Linked DNA regions of Mus musculus: all the other regions are linked to region 1. A link is a contact called in public HiCAR-type and HiChIP or PLAC-seq data. All regions are on one chromosome and are shown on one strand. The core of a region is the stretch at or near the end of the contact, and the rest is flanking DNA. Distances in the headings are between cores, read along the strand shown. Region 1 overlaps Dtnbp1 (dystrobrevin binding protein 1). Region 2 has its middle 15 kb from the start of Gmpr. Region 3 has its middle 9.6 kb from the start of Gm33958. Region 4 has its middle 38 kb from the start of Gm33958.

Region 1 (3,163 bases), core at 549-3,048:
TCTCTCTGCCTCTACTCCCTCATCTCCCCTCCCTATGTCCTAAATAAAAAGGACCTTATCTTAAAACAAAATTAACAACAACTAAAATAAAAAATGATACATGGATTAACAACCTACTTGCTTCCAATCCCCACACCCACCCCAAAGATCTTCTGAAGAGGGAAGCAAGCCAGCCCTGGAGAGGTCTAAAATGACTTGCTGTGTGGAGGTTTGGAAGCAGCTCCTCCTTTCCTAGTGGATGGGGTAGAAGCCACAGACACTGTTATGATCTAACCCACTTACCATCTTGAGAGATTTCAAACAATCAGGCTCGACTGTTCTAATTCCTGCAGGCCGAAGCTGACTGTATTTCTTGAGCCTGGTCAACAGCCTCCTAAACAGCAATGATCTTTCCCCAAACTATGCACACTTTTCTTGTTGTTGATGTTAAGGCTGATGTCAAACTCATGGCAATACCCCTGCCTCAGCCTTCCACATGCTTGGATTACAGATATGAGCTACCAGAGCTGGCTTTTGACCCACTTCTGTTCTGGAAGGCAGAGTGGAGCCACTCTGGTCATACTCTCTGTCTATGGCTAATTTAGCAGAGATGGTTCCATGCAGTACTTCCAGGAGCAGTACTGTGCTCCAGCCTAAGAACTGCACCCAGATAGGCAAACGAGGCGTTTCACCCACACACTGTATTCGCCCCTCTCTGAGCTAAAACACTACTCCCTCACACAGCTTTCTATGACCTCCCATCCAAATGGAACCTGACAATTACAAAAACCTCTAAACAGAACAGGAGAGCCTCAGTCTCGAGTGAAGCAGAGTTCTAGGATATGGAAAGAAGGCAGATTAAAAAAAAAAAATTAAAAGAAACTGTCAAAATGAAAACACTTGAAGCTAAGCACTGTGGTTCATGCCAGTAATCCCAGATTCAGGAAGCAGAGATAGAGAGAGGTATAACAAGTTTGAAGCCAACATACTTTACATAGAAAGTACACACCAACCAAGCCTACCTAGAGAGATTTTACCTCAAAACTAATCAACCAACCAAAACCTCCATCAAAACAAAAGGTCTTATTTATACTTCAAAATGCACTGAAAATCCCTATACAAGAAAAATATTGGCAAACTAAAGAACTAGTCTGCCTCTGTCTTAGGCTTAAAAGCCATCTTACAGTAAAGACAAACTAGGCTCACTGCTGTTTGTGATGAAACTTCTGTTTCTCAAGGACTGGGCTATGCCCACCTGTAACCTTAACTACACATGGTATTCAACTGTCTGTTCCAGGAATGGCAGGCAGGCCTTTGTTTCAAAGGGTTAACCACCATCTTGCAGCTCTACCTTTGTTTTGAAAGGGTTGGTATGGCTACCTTGTTATGACTGCCTGCGGTTAGGGCAGTCTTTGTTTCAGGGGCTGTCATAACTGACTTGCTATGCTTATTTTCTGCTTCTGTAACCCCACCTATTTTGCCCGCCAAATCCTCCATTTGGAAATTCCTGACCACTGAGTCATAAGAGCTTTGTCTTCCTCATACCCAAGGCTGACCTCTAGAACCCCGCCCTAGGAGGAGGCTGTCTTGTACACGCCTAAAACAAGCTTGCTTTAATTATTTGCCTGCTTTAATTAATTTGGACAAGATGATTTGAGCTGGTGGTCTTTCTCCTCCCATCTTTGGAATTAAATAAATCATATATATCCAGATCCAAAACTGGTATAGTAAATGAACAGTTGCTTTTGCATTGCTGTAAGGAAAACACTCTCCCAGGACAGTCATGGGAGAAGGGTGTGTCTGCTCACATTCTCTGAGGAAACAGCCCCCGCACGATGAAGAAGCTGCGTCCCCGGAGAAGCTCAGTGCACAATAGTAGAGCAACAGTAGAGCATGCAGCAGTGACTTCTTCACAGAATGGACCAGGAATTAGAAACTGTGGGAAGGCTCAGACCAGGAGGCAGAGACTGGCTGCCTTGTGGAACAAGGATATCATGGTTGGAAGTAAAATGTCCCCACAGGGTTTGAACACTAATTCCCAGTTGGTGGCTGTTTTGAGAGTTTGGAAAGGCTTTTGAAATGGGGCCTACTTAGAAGTGACCTCTGGAAGATGGTTTTTGTTTGTTTGTTTGTTTGTTTTCTAAAGCATTATCACATGCATACAGAGCACCTAAGAGCCCAGAAGAGAGCATAAAATTACTTAGAAGTGGAATTAGCTGCCTTGTGGGTGTGGGAAATTGAACCTGAGTCCCCCGGAAGAGCAGTAAATGCTCCTAAGAGGTGGACCATTTCTCCAGCCCTTGGGAATGGGGTCTTAATGGTAGTAACTATTCTAGTCTACCCCCAACTTGCTGCTTCCTGCCTGTCACCACAGATCCAACTGAACTAACTCACTGGGATGTTTTCCCTGGCAAACAGCCTTATTTATTTATTTATTTATTTATTTTTGAACAATGAACCAAAATAAATCCTTCCTGAACTGAAGTTGATTCTCTCAGAGACACTGGCACTGATGAGAAAGTATTAACACGGAGCATTAGTCTCAAAGGCTTATCACCAGTGACTTGGCCTTGCCAGCCTTCGTATTGTTAGCATTGTAAACGCCCAATAGCAGTGGTGATTAGTCAGCCATCCACATCAGAGCTATCACACACTCACTCTTGTGGCTCTAGTCTAAGAAGGCAGGTAAAGGCTCAGGGACAGCTCCCTAAGAGAGCACTTCCTGAGCATGTGGTATCCTTGGTCAAACCCCAGCAGTGCAAAACCAGAACAAATCACACTACCCCGTGCAGACCCGGAGAGGCAGAAGCTGCAACTGCACCACACTGCTAGCAGGGATGCAAAGTGTCAGTGCCGTCCTGGGAAAATCAGCGACTTCTCTAAGGAGTGGTAAGCAAACCTCAGCACACACCTCAGCAACGTCTATCCTAAGATCTACCCACGATAAATGAAGATCTCCATAGTTTATGTTTTCTTTTTTAAAGGTTTATTTATTATTACATGTAAGCACACTATAGCTGTCTTCAGACACACCAGAAGAAGGCGTCAGATCTCATAGATCTCATTACAGATGGCTGGGAGCCACCATGTGGTTGCTGGGATTTGAACTCAGGAACTTTGGAAAAGCAGTCAGGGCTCTTAACCGCTGAGCCATCTCTCCAGTCCGATAGTTTATGTTTATAGT
Region 2 (3,473 bases), core at 391-2,890, 550 kb after region 1:
TGAGTACCCAAGTCCCACCTACCTCCCTTCTGCACATATACAGGATGTATGCATCTTTATTAACCAACCATGGATAACTTGGGGTGGGGGGCCAAGTTTATACAACAAAAGCTGCTATACAAGGATCTTATAGCAACGAAGTCTTGGTGTACAGAATTTAGCATTTGAATACAAGCAGTATCAGGCCAACTCAGTACATAGTTTGATGATTAATCTGTAATATTTTCAAGCTAAAACAAATGAACAAACAAACAAACAAAAAAAAACCCAAAACACCTCTTGACCCTCGAGACAAAGTCTCATATTAGAGATAACCTGGTTTGCTACCATAGCTCAGAGGGATTTGAACTCTAGACTTAATCTCTGGATTGCTGAGATGATAGGCATAAACCACCATATCCAGCCAAGAGTTACTTTTTTTAATTTTCAGGTTTATAATTCTAATTATATTATTCTGTCTAGTACAATCTGACACTAGCAAATCTATGAAAAGTGGTTAGTCCTCTCTGTAAATTAAATTATTCTTGACATAGTTACCCTGGATATTTAAATTTAATATATTAAGTATTAAATTTCCTTTTTGTGCTTCAATTATCTGACTTAAGAAATAAGCTATCCCCGTGTGTTTAAATAACTCTTATAAAATCTAATAAATTAAAGTATAAATATTTTTTTATGCACTTAAATCTGGTAAGAAGGTTAACTTAAAATAGCAAATCTAACTCAATTGTTCAACTTTGTATTTTAAATTAGAGTCAGCTGGCCAACCTATTGCTCCAGTGGCCATATTCTCTTAAGCACAGTAAGCATCAAGGATGCCAAATATGAACAGATACTTTAAAATCAAAAGAATACTATGGGGTGGGTACGCTCAGGTATTTTTCTAACTCTAAATCCTCCTAGGACAGAGAAGTGATTTTCAGATCTGGAGGACGTACCATTCCATGCTCCCACCTGCCCTATTCCAGTGCAGCCTAGCGCTTGCCTTCCTAGATTGCTAAATTCCTTAAGAATCAGAGGTCATGGCCAGGGCACCGTGGATCCTCCTTTGCAGCCCAGGAAGAACACATTTAACCCTATGTCTAATTGCTGGGCAGGGCTCATGACATCAAGGGAAGCATGGTAATTAATATGTTTTTTTAAAGTTTACTTTATGAGTATTTTGCCTGTATGTATGCATGCATGTATGAATGTATGTGTGTCTATGTATGTACCACCTACATGCAATTCCCATGGAAGCCAGAAGAGGGCATCTGATCTGTAACTCGTGGTACAGATGGTATGGGCTGTCATGTCAGTGCTGTGGTTGTAGCTCTCCATAAACAGAGAAAGAGCGAGAACAAGATTGAGAGCAAGAGCAATTGAGGGAAGGAAAGGGGAGGGGGGAAGCAGGAGCGAGCACGTGTGTGTGTGTGTGTGTGTGTGTGTGTGTGTGTGTGTGTGTGTGTGTGTGTTTAGGAGACAGAGACAGACAGGGGAGCAGGGGAGAGGGAAGAGATTGAGAGAGAGAGAGAGAGAGATAGATGCCGGTCTACTCTGGGCTTCTGAAACCTCAAAGCTCAGTCCAGTGGCACACTTCCTCCTACAAGGCCACACCTACTCCAACAAGGCCACGCCCCACAATCCTTCTATTCTTTCTCAAATAGTGGGACTTCCTGATGACTAAGCATTCAAATAGATGAGCCTGTGGGGCCCAATCTTCAAACTACCATAGGAGTCAAGTTCTCAGTGGGCCAGGCTTTGCCTGTGCGCTTGCAGAGAACCCCCGGGCTGGCCTGGGAAGGGTTGAGCAGGATAGAAACAGCAAACAGCCAAAAACCAATTCCTAGAGATCCTGGCTTGAAGAGTCAGGTTTTAGAATCTACAGGTGAATTCCAATCAAATATGTATCATTTCTTATGGCCAGAGTTTATATTATCAAGTAACCCTCTCCTATTACCTCCTGACTTTATTAACTCACCTTGATTATATTAGTATAGTATATATTTATTGATTATATATATATTACATGCCTTATAACAGTGGGGTTCAGTGTGGTATTTCAATACTTATGTATGGTCTAGCACATGGTGACTAAATCTTTAAATTTTCTTCTTAAACTTATCCTTTAAATTCTATAAAAACCTTCATATAAATTACATATAATAAGATAGTGTGAGCAAAATGTGTTTTAGGGATTCTCCTTCCACTTTAAATTATTTTATTTTATTTATTATTGTTATTTTTGGTGCACAATGCTTGTGTATATGCACACGCGGATATCAGGAGGTAACTTTTGGGAGATGTTTTTTTCCCTTCCATTGTGAGTCCCAGGGGATCAAACTCAGGTTGTCTGGCTTATGTGATCTTTGCCAGAGAGCCCATCTCAGCGATCCCAGTTTCTCTTGTTCTACCTTGGCCCCATAAACACTCTTCACTCAATCTCTCTACAATTGGGAAAAAAAAAAAAAAACCTATGTGCCACGATTTATTTGCAGTCCCCGAACCCATGCTGGCTGTACCTCCCTGTGCTTTAAAGATAGATACTGAGCAGCAAAATGCTTGAGCCACCCGGGGTATGCACTCATGGATGGAGCAGTCAATATTCTGCCTTCTTGTTTGGCACTCATCTTGTAAGCAAGAGTCTCTTCACGGTATGCTTAACGGCAGTTTAGTTTTTGGTTTGCTTATTTACTTTTCTTTTGACCTGTGTGCTTTCTTGTGAGTAATATGGCGGTAAGGTTTTCTTAAGGATCATGCTGAGCATCCCTAGGGCTGAAGATATTGTAATATGCCCGAGTGAGGATATATGTACGATTTATACACGCTCCAGTGGGGCAGGAGCGCGCTAGAGCGGCAGGCTGTGAGGCAAATGAACCTACCGTTTCTTTATGCATGAATCGTCCTGAAACACAAGCGCATGTAAAATAAGGCCATGTGTGATTGATTAATAAAGATGCTATGAATATTCTTCTTGCAGAAGTCTAACCGGATGGTTCCCATAGGGCAGGTGCTCCACCTTTGCTGCTTTTCAGTTCATTTACATAATGGGCCCGCCTCCGCTACAAAGTGTCTGCTGTGATTGGAGAGAACTGCTTTGAGTGACAGCGGTTTGACTGACCTGCGGAGTTCACCTAGAGACATGCTGGGCTGGTTCCCGTCACAACAGACAGGATACTGGCAGGATATAAGAATGTAATTGGTTCCTGATAAGCAGAACCTAAATTTGGAGCGGAAAAGAGAAAGGCTGTGAGGTCAGCAGTGAGGCCTCACAGATGCTACTCTGAGCGACACTAAAGAATGGCGATGACCTCGGAATAAACCTGACTGGAAATAGCATTGCAGTCAACCTTCCCATCAACCTCCACAGCTTACAAAGAAGGGGATAATAACGCTTCGGATGGTAACTCAAAGGAATATTTGAGGCTTCAGCTGCAGCTCAACAAATAAATGCGTCTATAACGAGCTTCCCAAGCCCAGTCCTTAACATGGCA
Region 3 (3,514 bases), core at 275-2,774, 530 kb before region 1:
TGCCTGGCTCCATTTTTTGCTTGTGATTCTGACTGGAGCAAAGACCAAACAAAGAATTTTCCTAGAGAGCAGGGGAGACAGAAACACCTAGAAACCTGCTCTCAAAGCAGCCTTTCTTGTTCCGCTGCAGACCACCATGGACGTTATGCAGCATTCTACCTTTCTGCATCCATATTGAGTATGATCAACAGCAGTTGATACCTAAGGTTGCCTCAAAGATAAATAAATAAATAAACAAAAATATGAGAAAGAGGCAATGGACACAAAAAGAATATAATAGGTCAGACCCAACTGTTATTAAACAGAACACATCAAAACAAAAAATGAGAAACCATTTGGGTTTCTTAATAACTGGCCTTTTCTAGCCAAGGACAAAGAAAGGGTTCTAGTTGGCTGGGGAAGTCAGTACCTTTTGAAAGTCTGGAGAGATCTTGCACTAGGGGAAAGCAGTGTAGATATGCAAATGTTCCATTCAAATGCAGCCTGAATATGAGGTAATTCAGTGGACAGAACTACTTTCAAGCCCCCTCTCCAGCTTAGAACTGGTCCAGACCTAACATAGCTTTATCTCCCACAGCCCACACCAAGATAATTCAAGTTGAAAGTCCATTGACAGCGCTTAGGTAGGAGAGCTTGTGGGTTCTGAAGTCTGGAATTCTCATGTAAGACTGTACGCTCTGAGACTGGAGCTCCTGGGTGGTCTCTGCGCTCCCGATGAGACTAATGGACCGATTATGCCATCCCAGAAGTTCTCCCAGTGCATCCTTTATCTTCCTTTTCCTTAGGAGTAGTTCAGAGCTTTCTTCCCCGAAGTGACCTCTGGCAGCCTCTGTGCTGATATCAACTCACATTCCCAGTGAGTGAAAGGATTAACTCAAGGTCACCAAGCAGATAGAAGGTTGAGGCTTGGGTAACACTAATGACTAACCTTGTGTGTCTTATCATTCATGGTCCTATTTATCTCAACCTGTGGATTCCTAGGATATTGCACGCGCGCGCACACACACACACACACACACACACACACACAAAGCCAAACAGGCCCTTCCTGAGAGCATTCAAGGTTGTCCCTGGTGGAGTTCACTCATCTGGAATTATCAAAGGATCTAGCACAGTGGTTAAGATTTAAAAAAAAAAAGTCCCAAGTCTAACAGCTCAGGTTTCTAACCAGGCACCCACTGGATTCCTGGAACCGTGTGGTTGGGAAACTATATATAAACTTCGGAGTTACTGCCTCTCAGGAATGTGAAATCCCATCAACCTCAGCTTTTGGCTAACCCCAAACCTCAGGGATTAAGTCCCCATGGACACACAGGTGTACTTTGCTCCAAAGAGCCCTTCAAAACCTCACCAGAGTTCTCAGCTCTCTTTGGAAATTAACAACCCCGGGTCCAGCGCCCACCGCTCAATTTAGCAATCAGTTTGTGCCTGTAGAAATGCAAACAAGACAGACTCCTGCTCCTCCCGGGCCAAGCTCCGGGCTAGAGAGCCACTGCCAGGCGGCTCCCAGGGGAGATTTCAAGAGGACTTTGCTCAGGTTTGGCATATGCTTCCTGTCCAGACCAGAACAGAGAGTTCCCATCTAGCAGCTGTGAACTCTGACTCACCTGCCTGCAGGAGAATTTCTCCATGTGACAGAGTATTTAACAAGGGCCTAAGGAGCAGGCGTGTTCTGCCGGAGTCTCTGAAGCAAGAGGACAGCTGTGCTCGGGAAGGAGCAGGCGTTGAAGATAGGAGTCTGTGCTAATCTGGAGCTCCCATCTTCTATTGTCTTCTCCCCCCTCACCCTCAGACAAACCCCAGGGTCTGGTGCTCAATTTCTCTTGAGCTAGGGTCCCTAGAGGTGGTCACACCCATACTCACTTTGTGCACTGCCTGTAGGTGTTCACATTCACTGTCCTTTCTGTTGCTTTTAAAAACCATTTACTGTATCTAGGGCTTGGCTTTTGCCGGCAGCCAATGTCACCTTGGTTGTATATACGCACGCTTGAGGTACATTTGTGAATCACTCAGCCATCACCAAAGAAACGTCTTCTCGTGGTAAATGGGACTTAACAGAGAGATCCACCACTGGACAAGGCGCAGAGGATGAGAGACTTTGGAGCACCCAGTCCTACATGGTATGCTCTATCAAACCCTTTCCCTCCACGCTCGGGGATCAACGCGGAAGAGGAACAGAAAGATTTTAAGAGCCAAAGGTAGAGGAAGACTCTAAAGAAACAGTGTCTGCCAGACGCAACAGGACCAATAGGAACTCACAGAGACTGTGGCAGAAGACCCAAAACCTGCACGTGTTCAAATCAGACAAAATGGCCGCCCTGAGAGCAGAAGTGGACACAGGGTCCCACCTCTAACTGAGAAGCTCTTTGTAACTGAGAACTCCTGGGAGAGGGGAAATCTGCTTGCTACAGTGGAGTGGCCCTGGGTTTATCAACCACACTCAGACAGGCTCTATGCCCAGGAAGCAGTTGGCCAACACAAAACAGACTCCATGTTGTTGGTTTGGGGGTGGCAGGGGGAGCTTCTTGCTTTCTTTTGTTCTGTCTTTTTGCCCCCCCCCCCGCCACGCCCTTTGTTTTAATTTTGTTGAGAGAGAGAGTAAGAAGGAGAGAAGGGAGGGAGGGAGAGAGAAGCTGTGAGCTAGTTAGGGGAGGGGGAAAGACATGATACATTATGAAAAAAAGCAATTCCTTTAAGTGCCCATGAGACCTTGTGGGTAAAAGGCTCCCATAGAACTAAGAAAGAATGCAGGGAGGTGGCAGATACTGTGCAATCCCTTGGGCTCAGAGGCTGTGGAGTGGCTGTACCACCCATAGAGTCACTTGGAATCTCAGTAGCACTCAGAACAGAATGGGTGATAGAACCCTAGAGCCCAGTGGCCAAAGGGAACCAATCCCATTTCAACGTCTGCCCTTATGAAATAAGCAGTTGCTTGAAGACTCTTACAAAATGGTTGCTGAGAATGCAAAGAAGTGAGTTGGAACCTCCCCCTTGGCCATTGCCCTCCCAGAATCGTGCTGCCAGGAGGCTGTGTTGGCTCCTTAAGGCCATGGCCACACCTGGAGTGTCAGTCACGCCTGTGAGCACCTCTATTATCTTCTTATTCCTATGAGGTAGAAAGCCTGGTGATGACATTCATGCGCACTGGAGTCCCTGGGCCCCATTCACCCCATCTACCCTTCCCTACACCTGAATTTCAAAGCTCCCCTCTAGCCTCCTATCTTCTACAACCTAGCTTCTCCCTCTGCTAAGATCCCATCTGTCTTCTTGTGCAGTTAGTTTCTCCAGCTCGAAACATAGCCTCTTGGAGAGGAGGGAAGCTCAGGAGACTCTGAAAGTTCAGAAAGGTAAAAGACTCCTAAGGCCCTTCCCTATAAGGTTACTGACACAGCATGACAATCATTACAGAGAGGAGGCTCTTCGAGGGAACTGCCTGCAAGTTGTACAGAGAATCCCAGAGTTGCACTTTTCCTTAATGCTATAGAGAGCATCCAGGCTAGAGTGAGCTTTTTGG
Region 4 (3,392 bases), core at 416-2,915, 580 kb before region 1:
GACTTACACAAGTCTTTTAAATGCTAAAAATCCATCACGGGATATGCCTCGAAGTAGATACATTCATTTTAAATAGCTCCTTCCCTGAGTGTTGCAACTGCTCCATCCTCTTCAGGCCAGATGTCAACTGTGACAAATTCATAAGACTCCCTCTAACAAGGTTGGTTCTACAAATTCTAAAGGGATATAGGTATCCTGGTTTCCCTGGCTACTCTTCAATCAGAGGAAGCAAGAGTGGAGAAATCTTAAATATTTTCAACTTGCCCAGTCCTGGGGCAAAGCAAATTCACCTATGCCTTGTTGAAATGGAGGATTCAGCAGGTATGGATCAGAAAGACAGAGAGGAGTCGTGCTACAGGGATAAACCTGCAGGCCAGGCTCCTAATGAGCAGTATGGTGGCAAAAAAAAAAAAAAAAAAAAAAAAAGAAAAGAAAAAAAAATCACAATGCAAAACAAATTAGCCGGGGAATTTCCCAGGTGTCAGTTTCAATGAGGGAGGGACAGACGAAGAATGAAATCATCCCATGGAAAAGATTCCCAGCTCTGGAGCTGCTCGGGGACCAGTGACTTCTAGCCTTCTTTTTCCCAAATGCGTGTCACACTGACACGGTGAGGATTTCCTATGAAATAATCCCTTTGCCAACATCAGCGAATCACCCTCCCCTTTGATCAGGACAGACGCTGCGGATCTTGAAAGTTGGCCTACTTAACACAGCTCCAGTGAGGCTGCTCAAAATAAGATCTCCGAGAGCGGAGAGGGGAGAACGGTCGTCGTCGTGTACAAGCATAGAGTGAGTAAGCCTTTGAGAAGAAGAGAGAGGAAGACAAGCCTGCAGAGAGAGAAGATTCTAGCATGGGTATCTCGTGAATAGATCCTACCAGCATGTGATACTTTTATACAGCATGTTATTACCTCCGAGGGTTTTACTTAACCTGCAGAGTTGGCAGTTGCCTTTCATATTTAAAACTGTGTGTAACTGACAGTCCGTGGCACAGGGGACAAAACAAAAGCCCAAACTTCTATCATGAAGAATCTGAATTCTATACCTCTGTGTGTGTGTGTGTGTGTGTGTCTGTGTGTGTGTGTGTTTCTATCTCTATTTCTCTGTGTCTCTCTCTGTCTCTGAGTGTATGTGTCTCTGTGTCTCTGTCTCTCTTGTCCCTCTGTCTCTCTCTGTGCGTCTGTCTCCCTGTCTCTCTGTGTCTCTGTCTCTGCCTCTCTCTGTGTGTCTTTCTGTCTCTGTGTCTCTGTCTCTCTCTGTCTCTGTCTCTCTGTGTGTGTCTTTCTGTCTCTGTGTGTGTGTGTGTGTGTGTGTGTGTGTGTGTGTTGGTATGACTATGGAGGTCAAAGGTCAGCATCAGGGACCTTCCTCAATTCTTCTCCGTCTTATTTTCTGAAACAGGGTCTCTCACTAAATGTGAAACTCCCTGGCTTAAGCAGATTGGCTGGCTACTGAACCCCAGGAGTTCTTCTGTTCCCACCTCCCCCATCTCTGGGATTACAGGCTTATGGTGTCATCCTGGCTGTTTTATGCCATTGCTGGAGCAAGCACTGTACCAACTGAACCATCTCCTGCACACAAGCCACCACCTCCGTCAGTCTACAGCCTCTGGGTACACATCACGACAAGAGCGTCACTGGATTATCAACCAGTCACTGCACTTCTCAGGGCAAAGATCCCAGCCACCCAGGCTGGAAGCAGTTTTCACTCTCAACTCTAGTCACCTCCTGTCCTGCGGAGAAAAGCTTAGTTTTTGAATTGAACACACACACACACACACACAGGGAACCCAGGAAATCTCTAAAGTTACCGCATCACTTGTTGCAACAGCAACATTAAAATAGCACACCCATGTATACATACATTCACTCATGTATATGCTCCCCAGGCCTTTGAAAGACTCCCTCACCCCTATTTTTATTAGACTCTGAATCCAGCCTTGTGACCCTGTCTGAGGACAGTCCGATCTGCTTTACATTTGAGCCAGTTCTACCCTGCTGTAAAAACAAGCAACCGCGAATGCTTGTCTCTCCCATCAGGTGCAGGCTGATGGGAACCAGGACTCAGTCGTAAAGACCTGGCTGTTTCGCCTCATCAGAAGTTTGGTGAACGTGAAGAATTAAAATAGTTTATGAACACGGAGCGAGACCTCTGGAGGGGAAAGCAACAGTGAGAGGGAAGGCTTGGCTCACCACCATTTCCAAGTACGTCTTCAAAACCGATGGATGACTGTAATACGCCCCATCATGCAGTCTGTTGCAACTCTACCAGTTTGCTAGGGCTGGCTAGTCAGCTGCACAGGGCTTTCCTGGAAACCCCTCATTCTTGGGACTGGGGGGTGGGGATGGGGGGGACAGCTCTCTACAGAATCCTCTTGACATAAGAAAGGATTTCTTTTTGAAAGTCCATCTTTTCTTTTCCCATCTGTTTCCTCTCACGGCACAGTTTGGGGTCAGATCAGGTCTTCTGGCGTTCCGGAGGATAACTCGGCCCTTTCCTGTGAATATCCAGACTGGAAAGGGCTTCCTTTCACCTCTTAGTTCACTACAGAGAAAGAAGCACAGGGTGAGGGCAGTACTCCGGATGGCCTGTGTCTGAGAACCTGCCACAAGTAAATGGGGTGAACGACTTTGGAAGGGCAAAAAAGAAAAGAAAAAAAAAAAGAAAAGAAAAAAGAAATACCCTCAAAGGGGAGGGTGTTAATTGAATTTGGTTTCAAAATTTGCAAATTCCTGTGTCTGCTTAAGGCAAACGAGGCATTAGAGCTGCAGAGTCCATTGTGCCTGCTGAACAGGACCTCCTGATGTGGGTGGGGTGGGGCTACTAGGAAGGCCTTTCTTGTGGCTGCTTTGTCTTTCAGTTTGGTGAAAGCTGGCCTCTCACTCATGGGATCCAATGTGGGCTGACAATGGACACCCAGGAGCAGATAATGGTAAAATTTTATATTAATCCTGCCAGAGTGGGTGAGTGATAAAGCTGAGGGTGTGTTGGGTGCCAGGAGCACAGGCCTCAGGAGCTCTGCCACAAGCCCTAGTTACAGCTTATCTTGGGCTATGGATAGCCCCTTAATGGCCATTCCTTGCCCACCTGTGTCTGACTTAGCACCCTTGTGATTAAAGTGTAGAACTTCTTAGAATGTATTCGCAAAACCACCCAAAGGCTAAAGATGTTATCCGGTGTCCCTGCTTGGCTCTAACCCCCTACCTAATGTCTCTACCAAACGCATTTGAAAAGTACATTGATTTATAACTTTATTTATTCTGTTACAATAAAAATTCCATCAAATTGTTACCATGTTGGAACGTTGAATTTAGGACAGTCTGAACTTGTGTTGCCAGGCCATGGTCACTCCTACTTAGCTTCAGAATAAATTCTCTTTCTTAACTTCT

Evidence for each region. HiCAR-type assays count read pairs that join an accessible place to other places. HiChIP or PLAC-seq counts read pairs in DNA pulled down with a chosen protein or histone mark.
Region 2: a contact with region 1 is called in an H3K27ac HiChIP or PLAC-seq map of embryonic stem cells, with 2.5 times the contacts expected there. The contact joins two enhancer-like sites. A contact is called at or near these places in 1 of 484 Hi-C or Micro-C datasets (bone marrow-derived macrophages), 3 of 115 datasets of contacts at active chromatin or transcription factors (bone marrow-derived macrophages, embryonic midbrain and embryonic stem cells) and 1 of 9 other capture datasets (liver).
Region 3: a contact with region 1 is called in an H3K27ac HiChIP or PLAC-seq map of embryonic stem cells, with 4 times the contacts expected there. The contact joins two enhancer-like sites. A contact is called at or near these places in 1 of 484 Hi-C or Micro-C datasets (cardiomyocytes), 3 of 115 datasets of contacts at active chromatin or transcription factors (acute myeloid leukemia and embryonic stem cells) and 1 of 9 other capture datasets (adipose tissue).
Region 4: a HiCAR-type map of embryonic stem cells shows a contact between it and region 1, with 5 times the contacts expected there. The contact joins two enhancer-like sites. A contact is called at or near these places in 1 of 484 Hi-C or Micro-C datasets (embryonic stem cells), 2 of 115 datasets of contacts at active chromatin or transcription factors (both in embryonic stem cells) and 1 of 9 other capture datasets (embryonic stem cells).

The regions. Positions count from the first base shown.
Region 1 is chr13:44,938,028-44,941,190 of GRCm38.p6, forward strand. The region is part of intron 7 of Dtnbp1 (dystrobrevin binding protein 1); the gene reads right to left. Among named protein-coding and RNA genes, the nearest start is that of Dtnbp1, 62 kb to the right of the region's middle. Within about 2 kb of position 1,799, at least 86 of the 459 cell types and tissues checked have an H3K27ac peak or open chromatin away from gene starts, as enhancers often do. A contact at or near this core is called in adipose tissue and embryonic stem cells, where this site is marked.
Region 2 is chr13:45,490,966-45,494,438 of GRCm38.p6, forward strand. No RefSeq gene overlaps it. Among named protein-coding and RNA genes, the nearest start is that of Gmpr, 15 kb to the right of the region's middle. Within about 2 kb of position 1,641, at least 11 of the 459 cell types and tissues checked have an H3K27ac peak or open chromatin away from gene starts, as enhancers often do. A contact at or near this core is called in embryonic stem cells, where this site is marked.
Region 3 is chr13:44,408,042-44,411,555 of GRCm38.p6, forward strand. No RefSeq gene overlaps it. Among named protein-coding and RNA genes, the nearest start is that of Gm33958, 9.6 kb to the left of the region's middle. Within about 2 kb of position 1,525, at least 70 of the 459 cell types and tissues checked have an H3K27ac peak or open chromatin away from gene starts, as enhancers often do. A contact at or near this core is called in adipose tissue and embryonic stem cells, where this site is marked.
Region 4 is chr13:44,360,431-44,363,822 of GRCm38.p6, forward strand. No RefSeq gene overlaps it. Among named protein-coding and RNA genes, the nearest start is that of Gm33958, 38 kb to the right of the region's middle. Within about 2 kb of position 1,666, at least 24 of the 459 cell types and tissues checked have an H3K27ac peak or open chromatin away from gene starts, as enhancers often do. A contact at or near this core is called in embryonic stem cells, where this site is marked.